Linked DNA regions of Mus musculus: region 1 is linked to region 2. A link is a contact called in public HiChIP or PLAC-seq data. All regions are on one chromosome and are shown on one strand. The core of a region is the stretch at or near the end of the contact, and the rest is flanking DNA. Distances in the headings are between cores, read along the strand shown. Region 1 holds the start of Esm1 (endothelial cell-specific molecule 1). Region 2 overlaps Gzmk (granzyme K).

The links. HiChIP or PLAC-seq counts read pairs in DNA pulled down with a chosen protein or histone mark.
Region 1: a BATF HiChIP or PLAC-seq map of CD8 T cells shows a contact between it and region 2, with 24 read pairs. The contact joins the promoter of Esm1 here to the enhancer-like site in region 2. A contact is called at or near these places in 5 of 39 promoter capture datasets (cranial neural crest, hippocampal neurons, liver and 2 more), 2 of 15 datasets of contacts at CTCF or cohesin (CD8 T cells and the NIH/3T3 cell line), 5 of 484 Hi-C or Micro-C datasets (CD4 T cells, Th1 cells, Th2 cells and 2 more), 6 of 115 datasets of contacts at active chromatin or transcription factors (CD8 T cells, the SCID.adh cell line, effector CD8 T cells and 3 more) and 2 of 9 other capture datasets (adipose tissue and liver).

Annotation. Positions count from the first base shown.
Region 1 is chr13:113,208,286-113,211,065 of GRCm38.p6, forward strand. Esm1 (endothelial cell-specific molecule 1) reads left to right here and starts at 1,374. Exons shown (of 3, transcript NM_023612.3): 1 at 1,374-1,858. The coding sequence starts at 1,558. All of the region lies in intron 2 of Gm41069 (a long non-coding RNA gene), which reads right to left.
Region 2 is chr13:113,168,835-113,171,897 of GRCm38.p6, forward strand. Gzmk (granzyme K) reads right to left here. Exons shown (of 5, transcript NM_008196.2): 5 at 2,796-3,063. The coding sequence ends at 3,040. Among named protein-coding and RNA genes, the nearest start is that of Gzmk, 11 kb to the right of the region's middle. Within about 2 kb of position 1,672, at least 40 of the 459 cell types and tissues checked have an H3K27ac peak or open chromatin away from gene starts, as enhancers often do. A contact at or near this core is called in CD8 T cells, the SCID.adh cell line, Th1 cells and 4 more, where this site is marked.

The DNA of each region.
Region 1 (2,780 bases), core at 124-2,623, 39 kb after region 2:
GCAAAGCCTAAAGACCATGTCACATCCAGTAGCTTGGATGCGTCAGCCTTTAGAGGCCTCAAGGCTTTCAGAGGTCAAACACTCTAAAGCCATGAGCTCTCAACAGAAGACGAGGAGTTCTGTGGATGCACCACAGTCAGTTTGTGACAGACAGGAGTTACCCGCTTCGCTGGGTCATTTCTTTACCAGTCGGTAGTGACTTTATCTTTTTGTTGACAAATTGGGTTGGGAGCTAAAAATGGAACACAGCATTAGTGTGAGGACTTTTCTGTCTGCTCTGACATCTAGCATCCCCTTGTTGCACAAGCCTGGCTACACAAGGTCCTGGGCCAGCCAATACTTTGAGAGGACTATTGTTTTCCTTGGTGGGGCCACACTGTGTCCCTCCATAGCATGAAGACCTTGTTTCCTGGTGGGTAATGTTTTTCCTTCCCCATGACTTGCCTTTCTGGAGCTGTGTTCCGATTTCCCTGCTGGCTCACTTGTTTCTTTGGGCTTACTGCCTTGTTTGGGAAGTTTGAAGCAAGAGCTCCGATAGATGCCAGGAGGTGAGAGGAAGGACCGGGTGGATGCAGTCATTGGACACACAGACTTGGTGATGGATGAGCCTTCTCGCCAGGGGGTTTGGGTCAGGAGCAGTCCAACTGACAAGTTTTTCCAGAACTGAGTAATTCAGTAACAATGCCGGGACAACCTTCTCTCTCTCTCTCTCTCTCTCTCTCTCTCTCTCTCTCTCTCTATTGATTAAAAAAAAATGCTAAGCTGTAGCATATCTGACTAAACACAGCAACAGCAAGGACAGACTTGAACATGGATAGCATAAATACTTTAGAGATAACAACAGAGGAGGAACTTGTGAGGAAGGAAGAAGTCTTTAAAAGGCTTCTATCCAAATATTTTCCTTCTTCTAAGTCTTGAAAAAACACAATATATAACTATTTCTTCTTCCAAATGATCTCATAGCTATTTATTGAGGAAAATGCCAAATTATTATTATTATTATTATTATTATTATTATTATTATTATTACTATTATTATCATCATCATTTACTTGATAGATGCTTCTGGCTTGATTTATGTCTATGTCAGTCTCCTCCGTGCTAAGGGACTCTGAGACAAAGCTACATCCTAAGTGTTATGTTGGTGTCAGAGCAATTCCTGTGCAGTAGGGGGCTATGCTATGCAACCTTCGTTATTCCCCCTTCTCAGATGTCCTTGAGTCTTTGAGACGGATGTGAGCAGAGTTTTTCAGCCCTCATGCAAAACAACCATCTAAACATAACAGATGACATCAGCTTGGGCTTTTCAATTCCTGGATGGCAGCAGCGTGTTAATCCAGCCTTCATCCTGGATTTCATAAACTAAAACAAGAGAGGCTGGCAAGAGCACAGCGCTGCTGCTGGGTTGAGGAAATTGATGACGGGGAAGCATGCGGGCAACACAGTGTATAAAACTCATAACCGTGTAGGCTGAAGCTCAGCTACTACTTTGGACGGCTGCTTCCCTCCAGCAAAGACCACGACGGCAGGGAGCTGAGCAGGAGCCAGCTGCGAGACATGAAGAGCCTCTTGCTGCTGACCACACTCCTGGTACCTCTGCACCTGGGCATGGCCTGGAGCGCCAAATATGCGGTGGATTGCCCGGAACATTGTGACAAAACTGAGTGCAGAAGCAGCCTGCGTTGCAAGAGGACAGTGCTGGATGACTGTGGCTGCTGCCAGGTGTGCGCCGCGGGACCTGGAGAAACCTGCTACCGTACAGTCTCAGGCATGGACGGGGTCAAGTGTGGTCCGGGGCTGAAGTGTCACTTTTACAGCGAGGAGGATGATTTTGGTGACGAGTTTGGTATCTGCAAAGGTAAAGAGCGACTCTTTGCTTCCCACCGTGCAGGGCTCCCGGAGGGTATTTAGTCAGCCTGAGGAGGTGCGTGTTCCTTCCTCTGAACAACCAGGGAGGATGCTTGGATGCAGGTGGTGTGCTTGATAGAGAGAAAAAGGATATCTGCCGGGAGGTTTGGAAAGCAGCGTGCAGAAGTCACAAGGGCTGCAGCATCCCGTTCACTGCATGCATTCAGATTTGAGAAGGGAAGTTGCAGTTGGTAGCTTGTGTGTCTTCTTTTTCTGAGAGGCTTTAGAAATCTGACAGGTAGCCTGTTACAAATGCTTAAGGTGTCTGTTCCCCTGGAAGCCAATGATTCCAGAGGTCCTCCTGAGATAACCTCTTAAAGCTGTTTCTAGCTCCCCAGATTTCACCAGCCTTTGATCTTGAAAGAGTTCACCGGGAGGAGTGCCTTACTCAGGCTCAAGTATTTCTGATGAGCACTAATGTGCTTTATGGCATAAGGTGGGCTTAAGTCAGGCAACAAAATAACTCATGCTCTTGCAAGAGGGTCCCCTGAAGTATAAAATAAGCCTAGCTTAACTTTTAAAATGTTTCTGTTAGGCAGAAAGTAGCAGATGTTGTAAGACAAGCAGAAATAATAGTAACCTAAAAGTCTGTTTTTTTTAAAAAAGGTGACTCTTTTATAGATTTAAAGAAAAGAAGTGAAATTATAATTAAGACAGAAACCAGAGCTAAATGATGCCTTGATTTGTCTGTGGAATTTATTTTCAAACCTAGTGACTAAATTAATATTTTTAAATGAATAAAAATAAAAGAAAAGGTTATTTAAAAGTCTGCATACATAGATGCTATATAATCTTATCACAATATGCTATCATGGTTAAAAAAAAAAAAAAAAAAAAAACAGCGTGCTCATTCCTGTATCCAGTTGTGTAAT
Region 2 (3,063 bases), core at 422-2,921:
CCAAGTTCTAAGGAAAAGCCATGGCGTAAACCCCATATGCTGACTCTAATAGGCTGTTACACAGACATGTATGGTTAAAACCAGAAAAAAAGAATGTGATCCTTCCCTGGGAGACCTTGTGAATGACAAGCAGGGTTGGCCAATTTACAGTTATAACTGATTGTTACCAGGCAAACAGGGTCTCAGACCTGAGAGCCAGAACTCCTTACTAACTGGTGCTCTTTTGCAGAGAAGAAAGACATCTGGGATTCCACTACTGTTATAAAACCATAGGCAGGTGGAGGCAGGCAGAAGACATCCAGAGTCATACCCACTGCCACAAGGTGCCACTATGATGCACAAGTATCTGATGGAGAGATAGGAGAGGCCATGGTGATGTCCTGACCCATGCTATTACTGGAGGGACCCTGCCTGGGTCTGTGGCCCTGAGGCAGCAGGGGTTTGTGTCCATGTCCGTGGTCCATGTTACCACCAAAGGCCATGTGAACATCCCTGGTCTGGGCTATTTCATGGTGGCAGTGTTGATGTCCGAGGCTTGTCCAGAGCTGGACCTTGCCCTCACCTGAGCAGAGAGGAAGAGCTGGCCCTGGTGGTGCTGGTACCGACCAACTGTCAGCTGTCAGGCTGACCAACTAGGCCACCACCCAGGCCCAGATTCAGGGCATTGAGTTGGCCTACCCCAACATCTATCCCATCTGTGAACTCCTGGAGTGCACGAAGGGGCTGCTTCTACAAAGCCAAAGCTGCAACAGGATAGCCAAGAGGAGTACCAGGGAAGAGGATTCAGTATTGATAGCATTACAGAAGCCAGAGGCCTTAAACCAGACAAATCACTCATTGCAATGAACATTTGCAAGTAAAGCTGTGTGTGACACACCAAAGCTTCCACGCAAGATGTTTTTTGTTTGTCTTGTTTTCCTTTGAGGGGAGGTTGCAAGAGCAGAGAGCAGGTATGGAGAGACAGGGGGATGAGTGGAATTTAGGTGCATGATGGGAAATTCACACACACACACACACACACACACACACACACACACACACACACACACACACACACACTACAACACACTACAACACAATACAACAAAAAATTCCCCCAAATCAAAACCCATAGGCAGGATGAAATTGGGCAGCCATAAGAGACCCGCATAGATCTGCTAACCATCCCTACCCCATAGGGGTCATAATCGGTCCCCTACTCATTACACATGAGTCCCCTTCCTTCTTAAAATGGACCACTTCCTTTGTTTGGGTGAGACACTAATGTTAGTATCAATATGAATATTTGTGAGCTGTTTCTCCTATTCTCTGGGGGCAGGAGGGAAGGCAGACCACCTGAGTTCTATTCCCAGAAACCATGTTGGGTGTCACATAACCACCTGTAAACGGTGGCTCTAGGAGGCCCTGACACTTGGCACCGGAACTCACACCCTCTCCCATAATTGAAATTAAAAATTCTTTTTAAAAAATGAATTAGCTTCCATTTCCTGTGTACCAGACAATCCAGGGTTCTGAGGGAGAAAGGAAATCAAAATGAAACAAAACAAAGCCTACAGCTTTAGTCACAAATAAGTAACAAATGACTCAGCAAAAAGACTCAAAGAAATTGGCAGTTGAATGGGTTTGGTTGGTTTTGTTGTTTTTTTGTTTTTTTCAACAGGAAGTTAAACTGTTAAAGCTTAAACTGAGGGCTGAAGATTTCAAGACTCTGGGAGCTCACTCAGGATGTTCTTGGTGCTCAGCACACACCATGCTGACAAGTCTTCTGAAGTGCATCTTAGCATTCTGGGAAATTCTGCACTTTGGGAGACACCTGGATCCTTTGCCGTGGGACAGATTGATCGCACTGCCCTCCCCACCTCACATGTGAACTGTTGTAGTCAGCTTGGACTGATTGATTGAAAGACATACTTCAAGTTGGATGACTGAACAAGAATTCCTGAAAAGAAGTTGTGTCTGGATGTGAACAATAAACTCCTGGGAGAGTCGGGTCTGCAGAGACTGATGGTCTGACTGCAATCTGAGTACCATGGCGAGACGGGAGTTTTGTAGGCTCAGAGGCTAACTGTCTTATTATAAGATGTTATGAAGGTTACATATTATTTAGTTTCTTCTAGATTTTCTAATTTATCAGAAGCAACTGATTTTCTATTATTTTATTTTTTAGACATGATCTTTATTTGAGGGTCCAAGCTGGCCTCAATCTCTAGCTACTTTTGCTGAAGCCCGCCTGTGCTGGGATTCTAGGCATGCGTCATCGTGCCTGGCTAGCTGATTTACCTTTACGTCTGACTTTCAGACTCAATTTATGTCTATTCAAACACAATTTGGGGGCAAAAGGTCAATACAATCTATATTACAAATAATCTTATGGTTTTAGACAGTAATACAGTCGGTAGAAGTATGGGAAATATGGCAGAGTATATTAAAATTTTTATCTTTATTATCTTACTTTATTCTCTTTTATTAACATCTAAAAAAATCACACAAGTTCATGGGAGTATAAAATTTCAATTTCCAAGATGAATAAATCCTGAAGATCCATTGTATATGAGTACCTATAGTTGATGATACTTTATTGGATAACTAAGTCTTTTTTAAAGCACTTAACACATTAAAAGCACCTTGAAAACTCTTACCATAACTTAAAACACCCTAATAACTTGAGATGACTTGGCAGAAATCCTAACACAAACAAGGTTGGATGAGGTACCATTATTGCCTTGTGTGGATACCTCATTGCCCCTTGAGGAGTATGGATGGAGGCAAGGGAGATGTTTCTTGACATCCATGCAGACAAACACAGACGTCCACATTTTATTTAGGATGAACGAACACAGTAAAAACAAATCATTAATACACGTGAAAAAAGAGCATGGCTCCCTAACTAAATGAATTTCTGAGAAACAGAAATCCATCCCAGCTGTTCCATGCCCTCCCTATAGCCAGCTGCCTCTGAAGAGGACGCCAGGTCTGCAAGCGCATCCTGGAAAAAGAAGCAAGTGACTGGCAGATCCAGGAAAATCTCAATGTGCAATCTCAATGTGCACGTGATGGGGCAAG